4 separate regions of the Mus musculus genome follow, and regions 1, 2 and 4 are each linked to region 3. The links are chromatin contacts, called in public ChIA-PET, HiChIP or PLAC-seq and promoter capture Hi-C maps. All regions are on one chromosome and are shown on one strand. The core of a region is the stretch at or near the end of the contact, and the rest is flanking DNA. Distances in the headings are between cores, read along the strand shown.

Region 1 (2,700 bases), core at 147-2,646, 210 kb after region 3:
CCCTTATTGACTTGCTGAACAGGGTCTATTTGTCCTGGATAATAGGTCCCCAGGTCCCTGGGTCCAGGGCTTCTTAGTGGAACTCCTGGTGAGGTATTCTCTGAAAAGATCTTGTGCTGAGTCAGGCCACTGTAATCCTTGGAGCCTAAGAGCCTAGTTTACCTGCCCCTTGTGTTTTTTCCCAAAAGTCAACCTTCATATGAAACATTTGACCTAGATTTCTAGCCTTGAGGCCACAGGGGTTCAAGCTCTTGCCTGAGGGCAGCCCTTTTCCAGAACCTTCCCCTGTACATACGTGCTCCTTCCTTGACTGGTTCCAGGGGTCTGACTTTACACACACAAGAGGAAGGTGTAGGCAGCGTCTTTGTCCCACAGCTGGCCCAGGGTGGAGTCAGGAAAGCCTAGCACCTGAGCACCATACACCTTCCCCCCAACCCCCACCATGGCAGTGCTAGGTGCAGACCTAGACAGCAGTCCTTCCTCCCTGTGCCTCACTCCCCCAGTGGTTAGAGAGATGGTCCATTTTCCTTGCCTACCTCATGGAGCTGTAATGAGAAGTCATGGAGAAGCACTTTGTCCCTTTGAAGGATGACACCAAAGCCCCCCTGACAGGCAGTGCAGTGGTACGAACCGCAGAGTGTGTTTGCATCCGAAGCTCTGAGGCATCACCCTCAGAGCCTGCCAGTCTTAGAGGTCCCTGTCAAGCAACACCAGTTGCCATTGCTCATTGCTGTCAGTTGGGGGCCCTGCCTCTACCTTCAAGTTGGTTCCTGCCACCACCCTCTGAGTACGCAGCTCAGTATCACTGTAAAGGTACCAGTGCTGGGAGGTGGGGGTGGGGAGGCGTGGGGAGGCGGGAGGCTCAGCCCTGAAGCAATGGCTTGCCCTAGCCTTATCCTGCAAGCCTCACTTCTTCCTCTAGCCTCCATCTCAAATGAATTCCGCATAAAAACGTCCTGGCACTTCTCCCCAGGGCCAGGGTACTTGCTCCCTAAATCCCTGTGCCCTTCAGAGACTGCTCTGTCCTGGAAGGGGGCCAGCAGAAGCTGACAGCCTTGCGTGAGGATGACTCCGTTCGCTTCTGCAGACTGCCCAGCGCGCTGTGACTGATTTCTAGAGTGTGTATGTTGCTAGTTTTGTTTTTGTTTTTTTAATAAAAAGCAGGATTCATGTAAATAGCTTTTTTTGGGAGCAGATACTGATCTGTCCCATGCGACCATGTGGACGATTTCAAGGTGCTGAAGCGACACTAATAAACTGACGGCGCTCAGGCCGCCCACTGCTGTGATTTCTCTGAATGTGTTGGGGCCATGCGGCTTGAACGCTGGGGCGCACGCGTGGAGGGGGCGGAAGCGGCCGCGGAGGGCGGGGTCTGTAGGACGGAAGCTCCGTCCCTCTTCCCTAGAGCTCTGTCCTTGGATCCAGCTTTCTCAGGCTGGTGCTGAAGGTCCTAAGTCAGCCTCACCAGCCAGCTCTGTTTACCTGGACCCACATGAGCGTTCACAGGCCACACGACCCTCCACTCCCTGTGCAGACCCTTCTGAGCCTGGGCTCACCGGCTGATCCATTGTCAACCGGAGCTCATTAAGCCCCCCTCATCTGTCCCGGAGCCTACAGAGCCCTTCCCAGAGCCCTCTGGGCGAGCTCTGCATCCGCGTGGGAGCGGGTGACCCAACTCCCACATACCTTCACTGCTGCCCTTAACTGACTTCCACAGTTCATACCCACGGAGAGGGTGGGAAATGAGAGCTCAGGTTGGCGCTGAGCCTGGGCCTTGTGTGGTAGGGTTGTCCAAGACAGGAGGAGGCCTATTGAGGGTGGGATCCTAGGACTGAAGAGCTTGTCAGGACCGCAGAAGGAGCGCCCCCTGCGAGGAAAAGCAGACCAGGTGGTTCGGTGAGAGCAGAGAAGGCTAGGCTAGCATCTATTTCTAGGCTACTGCTGTCCCTGGGGGGATGCTGGTGCGGAGGATAATGGCCACAAGACCTGGGAGAGAAAGTCACAAGGGACCCCGCTACTCGGCAAGAGTAGTCACTAGGTAGAAGGCGGCCCCAGCAGGGCCTGCCATCATCTGCTTTAGGGATCTGCCGTGGCAGCAGGAACCCTGCTCAGTTCCCTTCCTGCACCTTGCCCCACAGCCCTAGTCGAGGGAACTGCAACCTGCTGTACTTAGAGATGGACAGCAGGCAACAGCGCCCCCAGAGGAAGACGCTACAGTGGCAGCTTGCTCAAGAGCAAAGACAACAGTCACCCCCACAGGGGCTTGCCGTGGCCTCCAGCCAGCCAGACACCAAGAGCAAGCCTCAGGACGACTTGCAGACCCAAGACTGGGTAAGCAGTTAGGAGAGTCTTCCGAGAACCCAGGCTTTTAGGTGGACTGGTTGGAAAGGGACACCGAGAATGGGCCTCTGGGACAAGAGGAAAGGACTGAATGGGACTGGAGGAAACATTTAGTTTTTAGGGCTTGCTTCTCCAACTACTCAGGCTAGGCTCGGAGGTAGACTTCCTCTGGTGGACACCAGGCAGAGAGAGGTCGCCTAAGGTCAGAAGGAGTGTGCCACACATACCCACATCAGCTCGTGCAGTGTCCCTGACCCCTGCTTTGAGGTCCCTCCAAAGGTGACAACTGTCCTGCAGGGCTGACCAGTAGCCCCTTCCGCTTTCATAAGGCAGGGCATTCTAGATGGTAAAGATGCTAAC
Region 2 (2,700 bases), core at 115-2,614, 190 kb after region 3:
CTACTGACATCTGGACAGTAGACAGTGGTGAGTGGGGGTAGGAACAATTTGAGTGATGTCCACGGGGCAGCAGGGGTGCCAGAACTGACTGGTCTATAGATCACTCCTCCGTCTATCTGCAGTCAGAAATTCCAATCCCAGCGCTGACCTCCCTGCTCAGCCAATCTGCTTTGCCCAGGGGTTTCTCTGGTTTCCTGCCAGCCTTCTACTAGGTGCGCCCTGCTCCTGAATATTGGAGCTCTCTGGGGTGGAAGCCCTCCTGATACCTAGAACCATGTTCCATAGGTGATGCAGCACCCCTCTGAGGGCGGCCAAGTTCTGAGCCTCTGCAGCAGCATCAAAGAGGCCTCTGTCAAGGTGGCCGAGATCTGGATCGTCTCCCTGTCCAGCCAGCCCATCGACCATGAGGATAGTGCCATGCAGGCTGGCCCCAAGACCAAGTCCACAGGTGAGTCACTGCCTTCCTTCCTCTGCTACCCCGCTCTGCTCTTGCCACTTCCTGCCACATGTGTGGGAGGCCGTCCCAGTGTGGTCGGAGAAGGTAGAGTCTTTTGGCTTTTCTCTAGCTAGAAGCTTTGAGGGAGTCGTGTGCACTGTTGAAGTTCATTTATAAGTTCTCTGAACCCTCGATATGTAGGTGCCATGGATCTATCCTGTGGCCTTCGATGTTGTGAACACCCAGTTTCTGGTGTGGAGAAGGTGCTTGGCCCCTGTCATTGCTGCTGCCATCACAGTGGGGGTCGCTCTGTTTCCCCTGCTCTCTTACTCCACCAACATGCCAGCAGGCACATGTCAGCAGACGTGTTCCTTACTCCACCAACATGTCAGCAGGCGTGTTCCTTGAGACACCAATGCTGTGCCTCCATGTTCCCTGGTCTACACGGGTCTGTCTCCCCTCTGCTCCCAGGGGACACCCATGGTTCTGTTGCCACCTCATCGCCATGGCGTTGGGTAGAATCTAGAGGTACTCTCCCTTCTGTGTGCTCATTCCACAGATAACTACTCTGAGGAGGAGTATGAGAGCTTTTCCTCTGAACAAGAAGCCAGTGACGATGCTGTACAAGGGCAGGTAAAGTTTGAGCCTGAGATGGGGAGGTACCTGGCACCTCCCTCTTCCACCTCTGTAGATCAGGGCTGGGGACTGAGGGCCTTCCCTGAGTGAGCCCACACAGGATGAGAAGGGGACTATATGTGCCACACCTGTTTGTTTCTTCCCTGGGCCTACAACATGTTAGTAGGCAACTCTGCAGGGTTTGGGACTAATAGTAGCTGACTGCCCAGTGATGGCCTCCCTTGCACTGTGGGGCGGGCTGCTGTGTGGGCGCGGTGGCCTCAGGCTCTCTGCCTCTGTCTGTACAGGATCTTGACGAGGACGACTTTGATGTGGGAAAACCCAAGAAGCAGCGGCGCTCGATAGTAAGAACGACGTCCATGACCAGGGTCGGTGGAAACTCGTTTTACTAACACTGGGAAAGGGTGAGGAGGGTGGGCAGAGGCTGGGAGGCTCACTGGAAGGCTGTGGGAAAGAGGACAGACAGCCTTTCCTGAGGACCTCATATATGGCCTGAAAGAGCCTCAGAATTCCCACTTGCCCAGAGTCCAGAATCCTGTCTAACTAGCACCTAGTTGTTATTATTCAAAATGGACATAAGCCAGACAAGGATGTCTTCTGGCTGCCACTCTCTCCTGCCCCCACTCCAGCTTTATATGGTCATGGAGCCCTGGGATCTGGAATAAGGCTGGGATAGCTGCCTCAAGCCCACAAGCCTACAGATAGAGGCCACTGGGTGTTGTTGTCCTGTCAGTGTGGGACTCAGACTCACCCTGTGTGGAGCCTGCTCTGCAGCACAGAGACTCAGCTGTTAGGCCTTTCCCATGGGAGGAAATGCGGGGTAGACTTTAGCCCATTCTCATCCTGCCCGGTGACCACCAATGGACCTGCAGCCCTTAGAGCCCGGCACTGGGCTTCAGGACTGACTGGCATGGGTAGCCCCTTGTCGATACTGACCAGGGACAGCACTGTCAGCCTTTGGCAGGTATGAGGAGGTTGTGGACAGACAGTGGCCACAGTACAGAAGCTGAATATAAACTGGGTCTCCCCTGACCACAGGCAGCACATCTGGAGTTCATGGGCCAGCCTGAGGGGTTGTGCAGGAAGAGTCCTCCCTGTTAGGGTCAGTTCTGTAAGGGTAGCCATACTGAGAGGACAGTGGCTGGAGCAGAGGCACTGCAGCCAACAGTGCGAGCAGCTTGACTAAGCTCAGAGCTTACAGGATCCCTGGTCTCATCCACCATGAGCTATCCTGAGTGCCTCCCACAGGGTGGCAGTTTCCTCCTGAGGATGAGGCCAGGACCTTCCCTGGGAGGTGGAGCTGTGGCAGGCGCTAGAGAGCCTGGATGGGGCTGCTGAAGCTTCTGCGGCTGCAGAGCCACCCTGTGCCCTTCCTCAATCGCCCTTAGTGGCTGTGGACTGTCAGCTCCCCAGGCGTTTCTGAGTCTGGACTCAGGCTGTGCTTTCCAACACTAAAAATGTGCACATGGCTGCATGTAAAAGCTGCGTCCAGTTTATGCTTTCATAGTGTGTGAGCTGTGTCTCCTCCTGTCCCTCATTACTGAGAGACCAGAGTGCAGTTCCTTGCTTTGTCCCAGGAATGTAGCCCCTCCCATCATCATTCCTTACATGAGCTTCCTGTGCTTCTT
Region 3 (2,700 bases), core at 129-2,628:
GCAAGAGTAGCCACATCTGTAGACTCTAGGCTTGAATGAAAGACCCTGCCTCAAGGAAGAAGATGGAAGAGCAACTGGGGATGGTTTGGAACATCAATCTCTGGACTCCACATTCACGTGTGTGTGTGTGTGTGTGTGTGTGTGTGTGTGTGTGTGTGTGTGTGTGTGTGTGTACACATGTGTGCCCATACACATGGAAACACACACACATGCACACATACATACAGAAAGAGAGAGAGAAAGAGGAGAGGAGAGAGAGAGGAGAGAGAAGAGAGGAGAGAGAGGAGAAAGAGAGAGGAGAGAGGAAAGAGAGGAGAGAGAGGGCAGAGGAGAGAGGAGAGAGAGGAGAGAGAAGAGAGAGGAGAGAGAGAAGAGAGGAGAGAGAGGAGAGAGAGGGCAGAGGAGAGAGAGAGGAGAGGAGAGAGAGGTGAAAGGCAAAAAATAACAACAACAACAAAACTTCCTCCTCATTTCTGTCCTCAAACTCAGAACACTGACTCAAATTCAGAACGCCATTTGGCAGGAACCGTTAAATTACTAGTGTCAACTATACATCCTGTATATCTGGGGGCCCATCCCCCACACCACACTTCTCAATAACGCACATTTCAGTTTGACTGATCTCTAAGCTGAGTGCTTGCACCAGCTACTCTTCCTTCCCACCTTCCCTCGGGGTGTCTCCGTTCTCACCCCTCTGCGTGGTTAGCCCCCTAAGACATTGTGCCACGTGCCCTCATTGGTAAGACCATAACAGCTGCTCACAGTCCTCGGTGGCCATGCTGAGCAGTCCATGAGTCTGTCCTCACAAATCTAGTAGAAGTTACAAGATCTCCTCTGACAGGCACTCCAAATGCCTGCCTCAGAGTCGGTTAGTGGCCAGCCCCAGGATCTAGCCTCACGACCACACAGCCTATCCCAGTGGAGCCCCACTGTTCATCCCTCCTCAGAGCCTGCCTCTAACCCTAGGTAACTCCTAGGAAGAGGAACCCCTAGTCCCACCAACCATACTGACCAGGATGCCTCTGTGGTCCTCAGCTCCCTGTCAGAGGAAGTCCAGTCCTTCTACTAGCGTCTGTATCTACAGTTGGGGTAAAGATCTTCCAGAAGCATCCAGGTAGGTTGGGGAAGAGCAGTCTGATATATGCTATTGTCCCTGTGCCCTTACATAGGTGGGCATGGTGCCCCTGAGTCCCTTCTTGGGGACAAGCCTTGGCTAAACACTTGGGGCCAAGCCACACTGTTATGCCATCAAAATCACATTTCTTTCAGAACCACTATGGAGAGCATGGCCCCCCCAGACCCACTCCCCAGATCTAGGATCCACTGACTTACCCAAGCCAGTCCTGAGGCAGCACAGGGCAGGCCCGTCCTGAGGCAGGGCTGAGCACCCCTCTGCAGGCCCAGCTGGGAGGTTTCAGGAAGTAGTGGGAGGGGGTATCTGAGCACGCTCACTCCAAGGAACTCCCCTAACCACAACGCAGGCTAGCGTCAGGCTTACATCACTGTGATGACAATGGGTTGGGATGACAGAAAAACAGCTCCAGACCTGTCTGACCTTGCTCGGATGATGGCTCTTCTCAGGTACCGAGAACTGAAAGATGGAGGCTCAAACGGCTCTTCTGGGCAGCTCCGGGAGGACTGGCCCCCACCTGATCCCGAGTCAGGCAGGACAGGTCACATCACCAGCTCTTTACATCCAGGCCTGGTGCTGGAACACCCACCTGGTACTCTGCAAGCGCTCTACCATGAACCCAACCATCCCGGCCGATCTCTTCCTGGAGGCAGAGCCCTCGGGGGCACACCTCCACCCCAGCTCTGTCTGAGAAACCATCCTTCATTTCGGAACAAAGCCTTTACCCAGGAACTCTACAAGTGGTTTTGCTTGTGAGAGCCACATACAGTAAGTACTGTGCCACATACAGTAAGTACTGTGCCACATACAGTAAGTACTGTGCCACATACAGTAAGTACTGTGCCACATACAGTAAGTACTGTGCCACATACAGTAAGTACTGTGCCACATACAGTAAGTACTGTGCCACAGTACAGTAAGTACTGTGCCACAGTACAGTAAGTACTGTGCCACATACAGTAAGTACTGTGCCACATACAGTAAGTACTTGGCATTACTGTGGCAGCCCCACCGCTGAGGGCTGCTCAGGATGATGGGCACAGCAGCTTCTAGTGGCCCTGGGCTCATACATCTTACACCCAAATGTAACCTGTTTTCTCTGGAAAAAGGCAGGTGGCCACTGCTGGTACCCACCACTAACTTAACCACACTCAGCCCAAAGGCTGGCTCTAGGCTTGGGGGTGTTGGCCCCATCCCTGACAGCTCCCAGAGTCCTCAAAACTGAAGGCAAAGCTGGCCTTGGTAGCCTGTGTTCAGCTAACACTTTCAGAAGCGCTAGCCGACGAAGCCCAGCTTTACAGAGCAGTTTGAAAGGTCATGACCCAGATAGCAGCTCCCTGCCTAAGTCCAAAGACAGACATGCTCTCTGAGAGTCATGCCAGGCTTCAAGGCTGTGAGGCTGGAGGCCTTTCTTTCTCACCCAACCCCTAACAGACATTTACATATTTGTGTGGGTGGCAGTACAGTCCCTAGAAAGCTGGCCCTCAGGGGTGTGGGGCAGACAGCTGGCATGCGGGCCTGAAGATAGTCCATCTTAACTTTCTGAAAGCAGCTGTTCGTGGGCCGTC
Region 4 (2,700 bases), core at 187-2,686, 170 kb before region 3:
GGTCATTTCTCTCAGTATGTGAGCATCTTTTTTCTAGGTTCACGGATCATTTGTATTTTGTCTGGATCAACTTGGTTCAGCTCTTACAACCAACTTTCTTACTGAGTTTTTAAAGAACTTCTTAGTCCTTTGGGTTTTTAAAGGGCTTCCTAGGTACTCTAATCCTTTGGTGTGAGATGGTAGGTGGTCAAGGTACAGCCCTAGCTATGACCATTGGGATGAGCAATGTCACGTGTTAGAATGCACACATCATCTAACAACCCTTGTGTGCAAATCTCTGTGGCAGTGTTGGGTCCTCTCCTGGTTCTGCACCCTCCTGTGGCCAGGCTGGACATGATGAGTGGATGAGTGGCTGTAACAGATTCCCTGCCCCACGCTCACCACAAGCAGGGCTGGCTGTACTCATTCCGTTTTGCTTTGGGTTCTCTTGGCTGCTTCCAACCCATTCTCCAGGTGGCCTCAGGTATCCGTGTCTGGAACATGGAGTAAAGCTACTCTGGGCTCTGCTCCACTTCAAGATGGCTTCTCCCAAGCTCCAGCAGACCCACTCCAGAACCAGCACCCTGTCACCCAGTGAAGCAGAACCTCCCTCACTCCCTGTACTCTTCTCAGGCTCCTTGGTTTCTTCCCACCAACCAGCAGCTACTCCTGGTACTTCACTCTATTCAGTCTCCTCTCTCATAGGCATCCCTGGGCCTCAGACCTGGCTCTCTGGGGGCCTGCTCTGACTCTTCTTAGGGACACCCATTCTTCCCTTGCGACAAGTTCTACCCTTCCTCTAGGGGTACTCCGAAATGGACCTCTCAAAGATCCAAGGGGGGCAGGGAGCCTTCACCTTTGCACTGTCTTATTCTCTCGAAGGAACTGTCCTCTCGACTGTCTTAAGGCTTGGAAGCTGCAGGCCTGAGTCCTTATGGCTTGGGATATTGAGAAGCTGGGGGTTTGGGGGACCTTAAGGACTGAGAGTCTGGGAAGCTGGAGGCCAGATACTCTGAAGACTTAAGATTCTAGGCAGCCAGCGATCTTAGAGTTTTAGGGTCTGAGAAACTGGGGTCTAGAAAAGTAGTTAGGACTTGGGGATCTAGGGAGCTTGGGACCAGAGGAGCTTTAGGAGTCTGGGGCCCGGGAGCCAGGGGAGGCAGGGCCCTTATAGGGGAACAATCACCCGCGAAGCGCAGCCCTATGCCTCTGCCCTTCGGCACTCAGACGTGGGTCCTTGTCTCTCCTGGATGGATCAAGGGAGCAGCCTCGGCTGACACCAGAGCCAGTTGTGACCAAAGGACGCTCGTTCGCACCGACCGGCAACTTCCGCCGGACAGAGCCGGCGCAGCACTCGCCAGGACACCGTGGCGACAGCGGTAGAGTTCCACCTCACGACCCTGAACACTCCCGGCCTTCTGCACACTCGCTGCGCACGCGCAGCCCCTTCGCGCAGGCGCACTCCTCACGCCCCGCGTTCTGGCGTCACGCGGCCTCCGGGCAGTGTGGCCGCCAGGAACGCCGGGTGGAAGCGCGAGCCTTGGAGAAGCTGGTTCCTGCTCGACCCGTGCCTCCTTTAGTCACTCGTGCCTTGGAGCGTCCGCGAGGGCGGGGTCCTCGTGGGATGTGTTCAGCTTTGTGTCTGCAGAGCTGTTAGGAGGGCCTGACACCTCATTGTGCGTAGCTGTGGAAATGAGGGAGGGAGGAAGGCGATCCATAGAATTAATGGTTGCTTCCCTGTCGATGGGATGCTGAGACCACCATTGTGACAGCAGAACCTAAGACAGAGGAGCTGCTGTAGACTTACCAGGTCCTCACCATGATGTTGCAGACAGCTGACAGGAAGTTCAGAAGCATGTGGCTTCTCCACAGTAAAAAGATTGCTGTGGAAAAGAATTCTGACCCTATCCCCAGAGGCAAAATCACATGAGGTCTAGGAGAAAAGCTATGCGGCTTTTGAGCTCCGTGACAGCTAGTCGTGGACTGAGAGATCCTGAAAAGCATCACATCCCCAGATACCATGTCTGACAGTCAACACCTCCCTCACATCTCTGCAATCAGTTCCTTCAGCTCTATACCCACAGCTGCATCCAGAGTCCCTATGCCTCTTCTTTCTCCAGTTCTTTCCAAACAGTAAATTTAACCATGTCGCCCGCACATTTGCCTTCAGTCGGTTAACTATAGGATATGAATAAAGGTTCAGCGTGTAGGTGGGTGGGTGGATAGGTGTACTGACGAGCTGTGGGTGCATGGAGGCACACGTAGGTGTGTGAGTGAGTAGGTGTATAACGGGTTTCACATAGCGTTTTGAATCAGTGCATTGGTTTGAGGCTGGTGTATCTGATGGGACCTCAACAGTCCAGCTGCACCAGCATGGTGTGTAGCTATTTTCTCCAAACTGAAACACCCCACCACACACACACACACACACACACACACACACACACACACACACACACACACAGGGAGGAAGGAGACTCCTAAGCTAATGAAACATACAAGACTCATAAAATTGTAAGACTCAAAAGGCCTCCTCCTCCTGGTTATGTAAACTATGAGTAATTTCTGGGGAAAGAGGACTCTTGATGGAGTCGTGTGCAGGTTGGGCAGGAAGCTCCTGGGATGAAGGTGTTGGAGTGGTCACCCATGCTTTGCTGGGCTGTCTTGATTATTCAGCTGCCTTTAATTTACCCATGTTCCTATAAGTAACTCCTCTAAAAT

The links. ChIA-PET counts read pairs in DNA pulled down with a chosen protein or histone mark. HiChIP or PLAC-seq counts read pairs in DNA pulled down with a chosen protein or histone mark. Capture Hi-C pulls out chosen DNA fragments and counts their contacts.
Region 1: a promoter capture Hi-C map of liver shows a contact between it and region 3. The contact joins the promoter of Tex22 here to the promoter of Gpr132 in region 3. A contact is called at or near these places in 4 of 39 promoter capture datasets (cranial neural crest, hippocampal neurons, maxillary cranial neural crest and 1 more), 1 of 484 Hi-C or Micro-C datasets (muscle stem cells), 9 of 115 datasets of contacts at active chromatin or transcription factors (CD8 T cells, bone marrow-derived dendritic cells, bone marrow-derived macrophages and 5 more) and 2 of 9 other capture datasets (adipose tissue and liver).
Region 2: an H3K27ac HiChIP or PLAC-seq map of double positive thymocytes shows a contact between it and region 3, with 9 read pairs. The contact joins the enhancer-like site here to the promoter of Gpr132 in region 3. A contact is called at or near these places in 4 of 39 promoter capture datasets (the 3T3-L1 cell line, hippocampal neurons and neural stem cells), 1 of 15 datasets of contacts at CTCF or cohesin (CD8 T cells), 3 of 484 Hi-C or Micro-C datasets (cerebellar granule neurons, olfactory sensory neurons and trophoblast stem cells), 4 of 115 datasets of contacts at active chromatin or transcription factors (CD8 T cells, double positive thymocytes and effector CD8 T cells) and 2 of 9 other capture datasets (adipose tissue and liver).
Region 4: an RNA polymerase II ChIA-PET map of memory CD8 T cells shows a contact between it and region 3, with 260 read pairs. The contact joins the enhancer-like site here to the promoter of Gpr132 in region 3. A contact is called at or near these places in 2 of 39 promoter capture datasets (pre-B cells and stem cell-derived epiblast-like cells), 1 of 15 datasets of contacts at CTCF or cohesin (CD8 T cells), 8 of 115 datasets of contacts at active chromatin or transcription factors (the HL-1 cell line, the SCID.adh cell line, bone marrow-derived macrophages and 5 more) and 1 of 9 other capture datasets (adipose tissue).

Annotation. Positions count from the first base shown.
Region 1 is chr12:113,073,106-113,075,805 of GRCm38.p6, forward strand. It overlaps Tex22 (testis expressed gene 22), which reads left to right and starts at 1,397. Exons shown (of 3, transcript NM_001361919.1): 1 at 1,397-1,754; 2 at 2,139-2,331. The coding sequence starts at 2,176. It overlaps Pacs2 (phosphofurin acidic cluster sorting protein 2), which reads left to right. Exons shown (of 24, transcript NM_001081170.1): 24 at 1-1,296.
Region 2 is chr12:113,049,522-113,052,221 of GRCm38.p6, forward strand. It overlaps Pacs2 (phosphofurin acidic cluster sorting protein 2), which reads left to right. Exons shown (of 24, transcript NM_001081170.1): 5 at 286-448; 6 at 996-1,069; 7 at 1,360-1,440. Among named protein-coding and RNA genes, the nearest start is that of Tex22, 24 kb to the right of the region's middle. Within about 2 kb of position 1,365, at least 61 of the 459 cell types and tissues checked have an H3K27ac peak or open chromatin away from gene starts, as enhancers often do. A contact at or near this core is called in CD8 T cells, double positive thymocytes and effector CD8 T cells, where this site is marked.
Region 3 is chr12:112,859,538-112,862,237 of GRCm38.p6, forward strand. It overlaps Gpr132 (G protein-coupled receptor 132), which reads right to left and starts at 1,379. Exons shown (of 3, transcript NM_019925.4): 1 at 1,333-1,379. It overlaps Gm30461 (a long non-coding RNA gene), which reads left to right and starts at 607. Exons shown (of 3, transcript XR_381993.3): 1 at 607-1,114; 2 at 1,582-2,700.
Region 4 is chr12:112,692,190-112,694,889 of GRCm38.p6, forward strand. Gm30298 (a long non-coding RNA gene) reads left to right here. Exons shown (of 7, transcript XR_003950268.1): 1 at 1-1,655. Among named protein-coding and RNA genes, the nearest start is that of Gm30298, 3.9 kb to the left of the region's middle. Within about 2 kb of position 1,437, at least 409 of the 459 cell types and tissues checked have an H3K27ac peak or open chromatin away from gene starts, as enhancers often do. A contact at or near this core is called in CD8 T cells, the HL-1 cell line, the SCID.adh cell line and 7 more, where this site is marked.